Regions from separate parts of the Mus musculus genome. Here region 2 is linked to region 1. Evidence: chromatin contacts called from public promoter capture Hi-C data. All regions are on one chromosome and are shown on one strand. Each heading gives the region's core, a stretch centred on a gene start, on an enhancer-like site or on the middle of the called end of the contact. The rest is flanking DNA. Distances are from core to core; before and after follow the strand shown.

Region 1 (4,407 bases), core at 1,411-3,910:
ACCAATGCTGTCAGACTAAATGTAGTCTGGTAATAAATATCCTCAGGAAAAAAAAGTCTGAATCCATAGGGCCATGTTTCTACTACTCTTAAAACCACCAGTAATGACATGGCGTCAGCCGCCTAGTGCACACCCAACCCAGTGGCTAAGGCCATTCATTCTCTCAGAGGGGCTGTGCTGAGTCCTCACTCCCTAACACCAGTTACATTCCTGCACACATGGGCAGTACAACAGTGGTCTTCACAGGGAGAATTAAGATGGTGGAACTGGGTGGATGGTAACAACGCTAGGAAATCCTAGTGTGTGGATTCTGTCCTGACTCTCACCCAGTTCTCAAGAGTTGAATCAGCACTCCACGATCAGGCTTTTCCTACAGCATTAGGTTCACCAGCTTCCACTCATGTGCAGCAAGAAAGGGAATGAGTCACCTTCCCCACTCCCACCCATCCTCTCAAAGCCAGGTGTGCACAGAGCCATCAGGTTGAGTGATGTCACTAAACCTTTCTCTCTGCAGGAAGGGGATCTTGCCTGTTTTCATCTGGACAACTTCCAATCACTGGAGGGGCAAATACTTGGTCTGATGATAATAATCTACATTAGGAAAAGCTACACTTATTAGAGTAATATGTGGGACTCAGCCTTTAGCAATGTGTCACACTACTGTTCCCGGCTGATACAATGTGTCTTGTTGAGCTTAGGGCTTATCTGTAAAACACTCAACAGCCCCCACTTATTTCTTACACATATGTGTTTTAATTTCAACTCTTCTTATTAAAAAGGTTGTACTATTACTTTCATTACAACTGTAACCTTTTCTTTCAAAGAGCTTCACTTTTAATTATGTGTATGTAGGGGGAGGGAGAGATGGGTGTATAACAGACCCTCTAGAGTTACAGGCAGTTGTGAGGTTTGGGGTGTGAGTGCTGAGAACTGAACTCTGGTCCCACAAAACAGCAGTGTGGCCTCTTAAAGGCTAAGTCATCCCTACAGCCGCAGCATCTTTTTTTTTTTTTTAATGTAAACCTTATTTCATTGTTATTGTATGTATGTGTGCACATGTGTGTGACTGTCAGGCTTGCACAGGAAGTGTTTCACACAGTAAACCATCACACTGGCTCACAACACTTAGAAGGTAACTCTGGATGTCCTTCCTTTCCTTGCTCCATATCCTTACCCTGCTCTACAACACTATCTACTCTTAGCCTGGGACAAGATTAGCTACGCTAGAGCCATACACATTTCGGTGGGAAGGGAGTTGGCACTGAATAAAACAGTGTAATGGGCCACATCAGGTCTAGGACTTGGGAGGCTGAGGATCAAAAGTTGAGAGTTATCCTTGGCTTTAGGGAGTACAGGCCAACCTGGATGTCACAGACTTTAGTAAAACGTAAAAAACTCTTACCTGTAACTGGTTTCAAACTTGGACAAGGAACTAAGGTGCATATTTAACATGCCAAAGTCTAATTGACCTCCAGGTTCTCTCAGCATCCCCCAGTCCCTACTTGGCACACCCTGCCCCCCAGACTTGAACTTACAGATCCTTGGTTTCCAGTCCCGTTCTCTACAGGTTACACACTGGCTACAGTTAACCAAGAATTGCCTATAGTGTAAAAACCTTGGCAGGAAACTGAAGCAAAGGTCTCACATTTACACAGGACTTCTTTATGGATAGCTATCTGTCAAAGTCCCTCTTCAGCCTTTAATAAAGGCATCTTTTCGCATACCACTGCCATTTAACATTTACAACAGCTGACATACTGTGCCCACTTTGCTGACATATCGAGGCTAGATGATAATGCCGCATTCCATAATCACTTTAGTAGAACTGGAATTTAACTCCTAACCCTAAAATTTTTTCTCTTAGCTACCTGTATAAGGGGAACTAACTCGTGGAACTTGTGTGCAGAGAATGAGCGCGTTCAGCCAAGCTTTTCGGATGTTCTCATCCACATGGAACCTGCTTTAGAACGCGCAATTGACAGTCTCGCAAGACAAATCGCTGTAAAACGCTCAGAAAATCATTTGGCTCTCTTAATGAAGGCTTCACCTGCACTGAACGTTTTAAAAAATAATCTCAAAATTCAGCACTTTATCTTATTTGCTGCCTGGGAAACCAGAGACTGTGCCCCCAAGTGGTCAAAGGCATCCTCGCAAGCACGAGCCTCTGCTCCAACTGTGCAAGGCTACTCCAGCAACCCTGCATGCGCCTAAGCGCTGGCTCCAAGACTAGCAGCCGTGCTTCCCGCCCCATACATCGGCGCATGCGCCTTTCTAGCCTCTGTAGCTGCCGCCACTAGGTGGCGCCACTCCCCCCAGACGCTTCGCCCGCGTCCCTCCTCCGTACCTTTGTCCAGTTCCATAAGAGCGGAATTAGCGTCCAGCTCCTGTTCGCCATAGCCGGCATCGGCCAGGAACGACTTGGTTGAGTTTGACGCCATGACCCGGACAGTTACCCGACTCGCCCAGTCACAAAGATTGCAAACTCTACCCCAGCACCGCCATCTTCTCCCGCCGCGGTCTCGCGGATTTTTCCCTCCGCGCGCTGTCAGGCAGTGTACGCATGCGCCTCGGTCGCCCCGCGGTTCGCCAGTTCCTCTCTGGGCCCCCCCGCGCAGGCGCTCAGGGAGCCTGTGAACCTTGGGTTCCCGCGGCTGAGCGAGAGGGAGGCGGAGCTTAGGATGGGGGCGAGCCTTCGAGGCGCCAGGACGCTGCGACGAGAGCCAATCAGAAAGCGTGACGTCAGTTTGGCGCGGAGTTTGGCGGCCGGGGCTCTTAGTGGCGGGAGTTGGAGGCGAAACCGCGCCGCGTTGTGGAGGGTGCAGACGGCGGCTCCTGTGGAACTTGGGGGCGATCTTCTCGGCGTTCCCCTCAGCTGAGCCTTCTCCTCAGGCCCAGATGCTCTTCAACTCGGTACTCCGCCAGCCGCAGCTCGGCGTCCTGAGGAACGGTGAGTAACGGCCCCAACGGCCGCTGGCCGTGGCGGGAACCACCTCCCCCCAGGCGCTCCACCTTGGATCGCTGCCGACTGTGGGCCTCCAGGTCTCCCGCGGCCGGAGCGAATCCGGGCGAGCGAGGACCGCCGAAGAACATCGTGCTTGGGTTCCTTCCGGACGCTTTTCACCGTAATCGAGCTTTTTAGTTCGGAACGGAGGCCGAAGTTAGGACGCTCAGTGGCGTCCCGGGCCCCTGGCTGCTTACGTCAATATCGCGCGTTAACTAGAGAGTGCACGCTTGTGAGAGTCGGGGGTGGGAGACGCTTTGGCACCAGCGATGTGCCTGCCGTCTCTGCAGAACCTTAGCGATCCCTGCAAGTTCGTTGTGCACCAGCGCGCATGGCCCGCAGTTAAGGAACTCAATCTTAAGGCGCCAAAGTCCCCTCCCCCATCTCTGCAGGCTCTGAAAAGTCCTAAAATACAGACTAAAAGATGCCCATAGCCACACCCACGAGGTGACCACGGGTAATGGATGGAAGGGTATTGTTCCAAATGTGTCTTGATGCCGAGGTACTTCCAGAAATGGGATTAAACTCGTTTTTCTCTTCACGGTGGAATTCAGCCATGTTCTCCTGTTAGCATATAGAAAGCCAGCTCATCTCCTACAGTACTCTTAAAAACATTGGCAATCTGAGATGCGATTAGGCTGATGTGTTGTTAAACTAAGACCTTGAAGAGTGGTCCTAAGAATGTTGAGAAGAGGAAAAGCTCCTTGAGGTCCTGCCCGGATCTAAAACTTTGTAGTCGTATTCCCTCTGTGGATACTCTTGTAGTTACATTCTGCCTCTTTCTCTGCTCGAACTTTACAAAAGTTACTTCGCCCTGTGTTAGGAATGGCCGCCCTGCACAATGGTTGTGAGCGGTCTTCGGAGCGTCTGAGTTTCAACTCCACCTCTTTTCCTATGTGCTACATTTTCTGTCTACCCACTTTTCAGTCTGTCGTTCCGGCTTACAGATAGCCAGACAGACGTTCAGTGATAGGCACTGGCATTCATTGATTGTTACCTCCTGAAGTCTGCATCTCTTTTCCCCTCCGGTGTTGCTGGGCCTTAAATGATTATAGCCGTAAGTAAGGATTCTACTGCTGCTACACTCTTCCATTCCCTATGTTTTGGGTTAATTTCTGTAAAAGCTGTATGTATTGAACTTAATCTAGACAGTTAGGCATACAAGCATCTTATATTCTAATGCCCCAAACTGAGTTGGCTTCTTCCCAATTTTTGGGAGTGACATTATTTTAAACTGGTGTCCCCAGCTAAAACTTAGACTCCATATTCCTCATTATGACATTTTCAAAAGAAAAAAAAGAAATCCCTTAAGTCTGCTTGAATCTCTTTTTCCATCCCCACAGATTCAGCCTCTTTACCTCAAACTGAGTCTTCCATTTTCTCTATTCCATCCCCACCATTGGGCC
Region 2 (4,407 bases), core at 506-3,005, 310 kb before region 1:
GATCATAAAAGCGTATTTGTTTCAGTCTTCCATTTTTTAGAAGTTTTAGTTTAAATCTTGCCTAGTATATAGAATGGCCCTGTTCAATGGTCCTACATATACGTTCACGGTTCTAGTAGCCTCTCAGCGCCATTGTGAGCCGTAAAGTGGGACTGTAGAGTCATGCCTTATCATTTCTTCCAGCCTCCTGTGAGAGCTCTGTAAGCTTTGTCAGACTGAGGTGAGGACAGCTGTGAAGGGCAGGAAGGTGCTGGCGGCCTTAGCAGTACAGCCAGATTCAGGGAGGGTCTTAGAGCTCAGCACAATGGCTGGTGCTGAGGATGCATTTGCCCTCATCTTTATCTGTATAAGGTAGCTGGCATGGAGCCTAGGTTCCTTGAATGTGCTGAATCTACTACAGAGACTCTGAGGTTTCCAAACATTGCAAATTTAGGTTCATTTAAAGTCATTATGCTTTGAGAAATCCTCACTATCAACCAATCTTCAAAGATGTCCGCCCCCTCAATCTGTAGGGCAGTGGTCCTGTTCTCTGGCTTCCTGCTTGGCTGTGCCCCCAGTCCCAACAGACATGCCACAGCACGTGCTGCTTGCCCAGCTCTGCAGATTCCTCAGTGAAACGTGGCTGCTACAAAGGCATAAAATCAAAACACCACTGCAACTAGTAGGGACAGAGGTCAGCCAGGTGGGATGCTACAGAGAGGGCTCCTGTGAACGCCTTCTTCACTTAAGGTCTGCTCAGCTTATAACACCTCCAACTCAGTGGGGATACAGAGTTTGAAGTAATCTCTCTGTCTGTCTGTGTCTGTGTCTCTGCCTCTCTCTCTCTCTCTCTCTCTGTCTTTCTGTTGCTGTCTCTATGTATTGCTTTCTGTCTTTCTGTCTCTATCTCAGTTTCTCTGACTTTCTGTGTGTTTCTGTGTCTCTCTCTGTGCCTGTCTCTGTCTGTCTCTCTCTTTCTCTCTCCTTCCTCTCCCCCGCCCCCTTTATCAGTGTCTTATCATGTAGTCCCATTGGGCTTGGACCCTGGGTCCTTCTATCTAAGCTTTCCAAGTGTAAGGATGAGGGCTGTGCCCCACCAGGCTGTTTGGATATGGTGGCATACAATCCGTGGAAATTCCTGATTTCCTGGTGGTCTCTGAGAGCCATTTCCTCTTGAGAAGGAGCCTGGGATATGGGCAGAAGCCCCACACATTCCCCCAGGTCAGAAACCTTGGCATCACCTTTGAATGCTCCCCACTCCCCTGCCATCTTCTCCTTGTCTGACAGTATGCTGAGTTCTGTCACTTCTCTCAGAGCATTTCCCACCCCTCTCTTCTGCCTTGCTTGCTCCAGTTCGTGAATGCAACGCTCACCACCTCCCTCCCACTGGCTTGCCAGGAATCCCTTGGCTTTCACATCTGTGGTCAGACTAATCTTCCTGAAACACCATCTGAAAGCGTTCACTTCCAGATCAAAAACCTCCAGCACCACCGGGCTGCCCACAGAATCAAGCCCAGCCCCATGGCTGGTTACCCAACACTGCCCCCGATAGTAATTACCCACGATAACGAGAACTTCCTAGCCCTGTGCTGGGGGATGAACTCATCTGCCCCAACCACAGGAGTGGGGCTACAATGGCTTATGCCCACCAATGTAGCTCTATTGCCCTGACTCCTGAGAACAGGTTCAGGAAAGTCACTGAGTCAGGTCCCAGACAGCCAGTGCCTCCCCGGAAGATGACATGTGTCCCCAGCATGAATTGTGGGCCTCCTGCCAACCAAGCTGGGGCACAGAGGCCATTCTCCTCCTGGGCATGAACTAGGAGGCTGATAGTCCAAGGGCCACTGGCAACCATTGAGATTCTCAAAGCAATTTCCCTAAAAATAACTTTCTGAAGTGGGGCATGGGGGCACATGTCCTTAATCCCAGCACTCAGGAGGCAGAGGCAGGTAGATCTCTTGTGAGTTCCAGACCAGCCTGGTCTCCAGAGGAGTTCCAGGACAGGCAAGATGACAAAGAGAAACCTTGTCTTGAAAAACAAAACAACAACAACAAAAACAAACTACCAAAACCCCCCAAATTTCTGAAAGCCAGTTTCTGAGTCAAGTATAAATTACAAGCCAGCCCTTTGACTGTCTTGAGGAATATTTCTTAGAGAATTTTTTGGCTAATACTGATCATCTGGCAGCTTCGTTGAGAGTTAGGAAGATGGATGAAATCAGAGGAAGCCTTCCTTGGAAGGAGACTGGAAAGAAATGAGGTACTTGACTTTGAACTCTGCATTGCCTTTCCCTGAAGCTGGCCACACCTACTGGCAACTCCCAAACATGGCCGCAGAATCGGCCGTTCCTGTCTGTGTGACCCTGTTGGGTTTTCTGTCACCTGCAGCTGAAAGCAGCCAGACTTCCACAGTCTGTGTTATCTCTGAAGATGTCCACTCTCTCCCACCTAATCCTTGAGTTGGTGTTGGCCCACACACTTGTCACCATGACACAGCAGCTTTCCCAGGCTCTGCAGGGCCTGTGTGCCCCTGGTGTTCTGGAAGATGCTGTCCTTTCTTAACCAGCCCTCCAGAGTCTATTCCCTCTGTCATCCTGCTTCCTGGGCCACTGAAGGCCACCAGGAAGGGAAGTTGTCTACAATGACTCCTTCCAGGCTCTGCTCAGAAACCTTCGATCTAATCTCTTCACCTTCGGATGGAGAACCGCCAAGGCAAAGCATTTCTTGGAGGGGGAGGAGGCTGCAAGGCTGTTTTCTGTAGACAGTCAGGTCATGAGGGCTCTGACCTAATGCATGCCAGATCATTGATGGTGGCATCATAGGGAGGTGGTGAGAGCTAGGAGGTGGGGCTCTACTAAAGGGATAGAGTGAGGGATTGTCCTTGGGGGTCACTGTTTGCCTGGTGCTTTCTTATAATTCCCTTTCTCCCTCTGCTTCTTCAAAAGGGAAGAACAAGAGCCGGGCGTGGTGGCGCACACCTTTAGTCCCAGCACTCCGGAGGCAGAGGCATGCAGATTTCTGAGTTGGAGGCCAGCCTGGTCTACAAAGTGAGTTCCAGGACAACCAGGGCTATACAGAGAAACCCTGTCTCAAAAAAAAAAAAAAAAAAAAAAAAAAAAAAGAGGGAAGAACAGTGCCACGCGCTCACCTCCCACAGAGTTCTAACTAAATGCCTGAGATCAAGCACCTGACAGAACTCCCTGAAACTGGGAGCCAAAATACCTCCTTCCTCCTTTCAGCGTCACAGGCATGTGGTTACAGCAGTGCGAAGTGGCTGATACACCCCCTTATGCTGCTCTCTGCTGCCTCACTGCTCTGCTCTCATCACCGCAGAGCTGTGGGCTCAATCTGCAGCCCCCCACCCACACCCCGCATGCCCACTTCTTCATGAAGACCTCTTTACAGTGTCTGCCTGGCTTGCTGTCCAGTGCAGACTTCCTAGGGGCAATGTTGAAGGAACTGTTTCTCTTTTCTCTTATCAGATCTAGTCTGAGGTCAGGCAAATGCACTGTGGAGGGGTGGGGTGTGGAGTCCCTGCAGGCTAATCCCAGACCTGGCTGGGGGAGGAGAGGCTAGAAAACTAGAATTGGGCTCTGACAAGATAAGCTGGCCTTTGAGGACACTGTCTCCCCACTCCTGGCAGCCTTGTCACAAGCCCCACTTGTACACTACCATCTAAGCTACGTGAGATCTTGGTTATTGTCTGAGAACTCAGATATTTGCTTCTTGTCATCCAGACTGTAAATGTCCCCAACAGCTGATGGAGGACCCTAACTATCTAGAAAAAGGACAGCCCCAGGTATCCACAGGTGCTACGCAAGGTGCTCCCCTCAGCACGAAACTGCCGCCCCGTCCCTCCTCACATCAGCACCCCTTACAGGACACCGAAGCCACTTCACAAGGCTGGCCCCAGAGTAATGACTCAAACCCAGTCAACATGACTCCAGAGTCTGTCCTATTTGTGGAGACTGCTGTAGATGTCACACTGTAAAGGAAACCACTCGCTCTCCTTGTGTTGGAAGTTTCCCTCTGTTCAGTTCATTCTGGACAAGAAAGCTTTTTGGCCTGTAGCCACTTTTCCACAGTTCGAAAATGAATGCCAGACAAATACCAAAGGAACCCAAGATAATCCCTTTTCAAACTCATACCTCCCTCCTGACTGAAGCTCGCTCATCCATCAGCACCCACCCCCAACCCGTATTTCTCTGGCACAGCTTTGCCTAAATGTTCATTCACAAGATGGCTCTTCTAGGCATTGCTAGATAGTGTGCAGTCTGCAGTGCCAGCCAGAAAACCACTTCAACTGCTTCTCTCTTCAAGGGCCAGGGAAGGGACAGCCAAGCCTAGCTTTCCCCTGAATGATGCCAGGGATCCTGACACTGGCCATAGAGCAGCCATTAACCTCTGTTCCTACCTGACAGGTCCCCA

What was found. Promoter capture Hi-C pulls out the DNA fragments that hold promoters and counts their contacts.
Region 2: a contact with region 1 is called in a promoter capture Hi-C map of liver, with 2.5 times the contacts expected there. The contact joins the enhancer-like site here to the promoter of Ints7 in region 1. A contact is called at or near these places in 5 of 39 promoter capture datasets (the C10 cell line, the HPC-7 cell line, hippocampal neurons and 2 more), 1 of 484 Hi-C or Micro-C datasets (the G1E-ER4 cell line) and 1 of 115 datasets of contacts at active chromatin or transcription factors (bone marrow-derived macrophages).

The regions. Positions count from the first base shown.
Region 1 is chr1:191,573,889-191,578,295 of GRCm38.p6, reverse strand. Ints7 (integrator complex subunit 7) reads right to left here and starts at 2,660. Exons shown (of 20, transcript NM_178632.6): 1 at 2,345-2,660. The coding sequence starts at 2,438. It overlaps Dtl (denticleless E3 ubiquitin protein ligase), which reads left to right and starts at 2,752. Exons shown (of 15, transcript NM_029766.3): 1 at 2,752-2,947. The coding sequence starts at 2,896.
Region 2 is chr1:191,878,464-191,882,870 of GRCm38.p6, reverse strand. No RefSeq gene overlaps it. Among named protein-coding and RNA genes, the nearest start is that of Slc30a1, 26 kb to the left of the region's middle. Within about 2 kb of position 1,755, at least 44 of the 459 cell types and tissues checked have an H3K27ac peak or open chromatin away from gene starts, as enhancers often do. A contact at or near this core is called in the G1E-ER4 cell line, the HPC-7 cell line and liver, where this site is marked.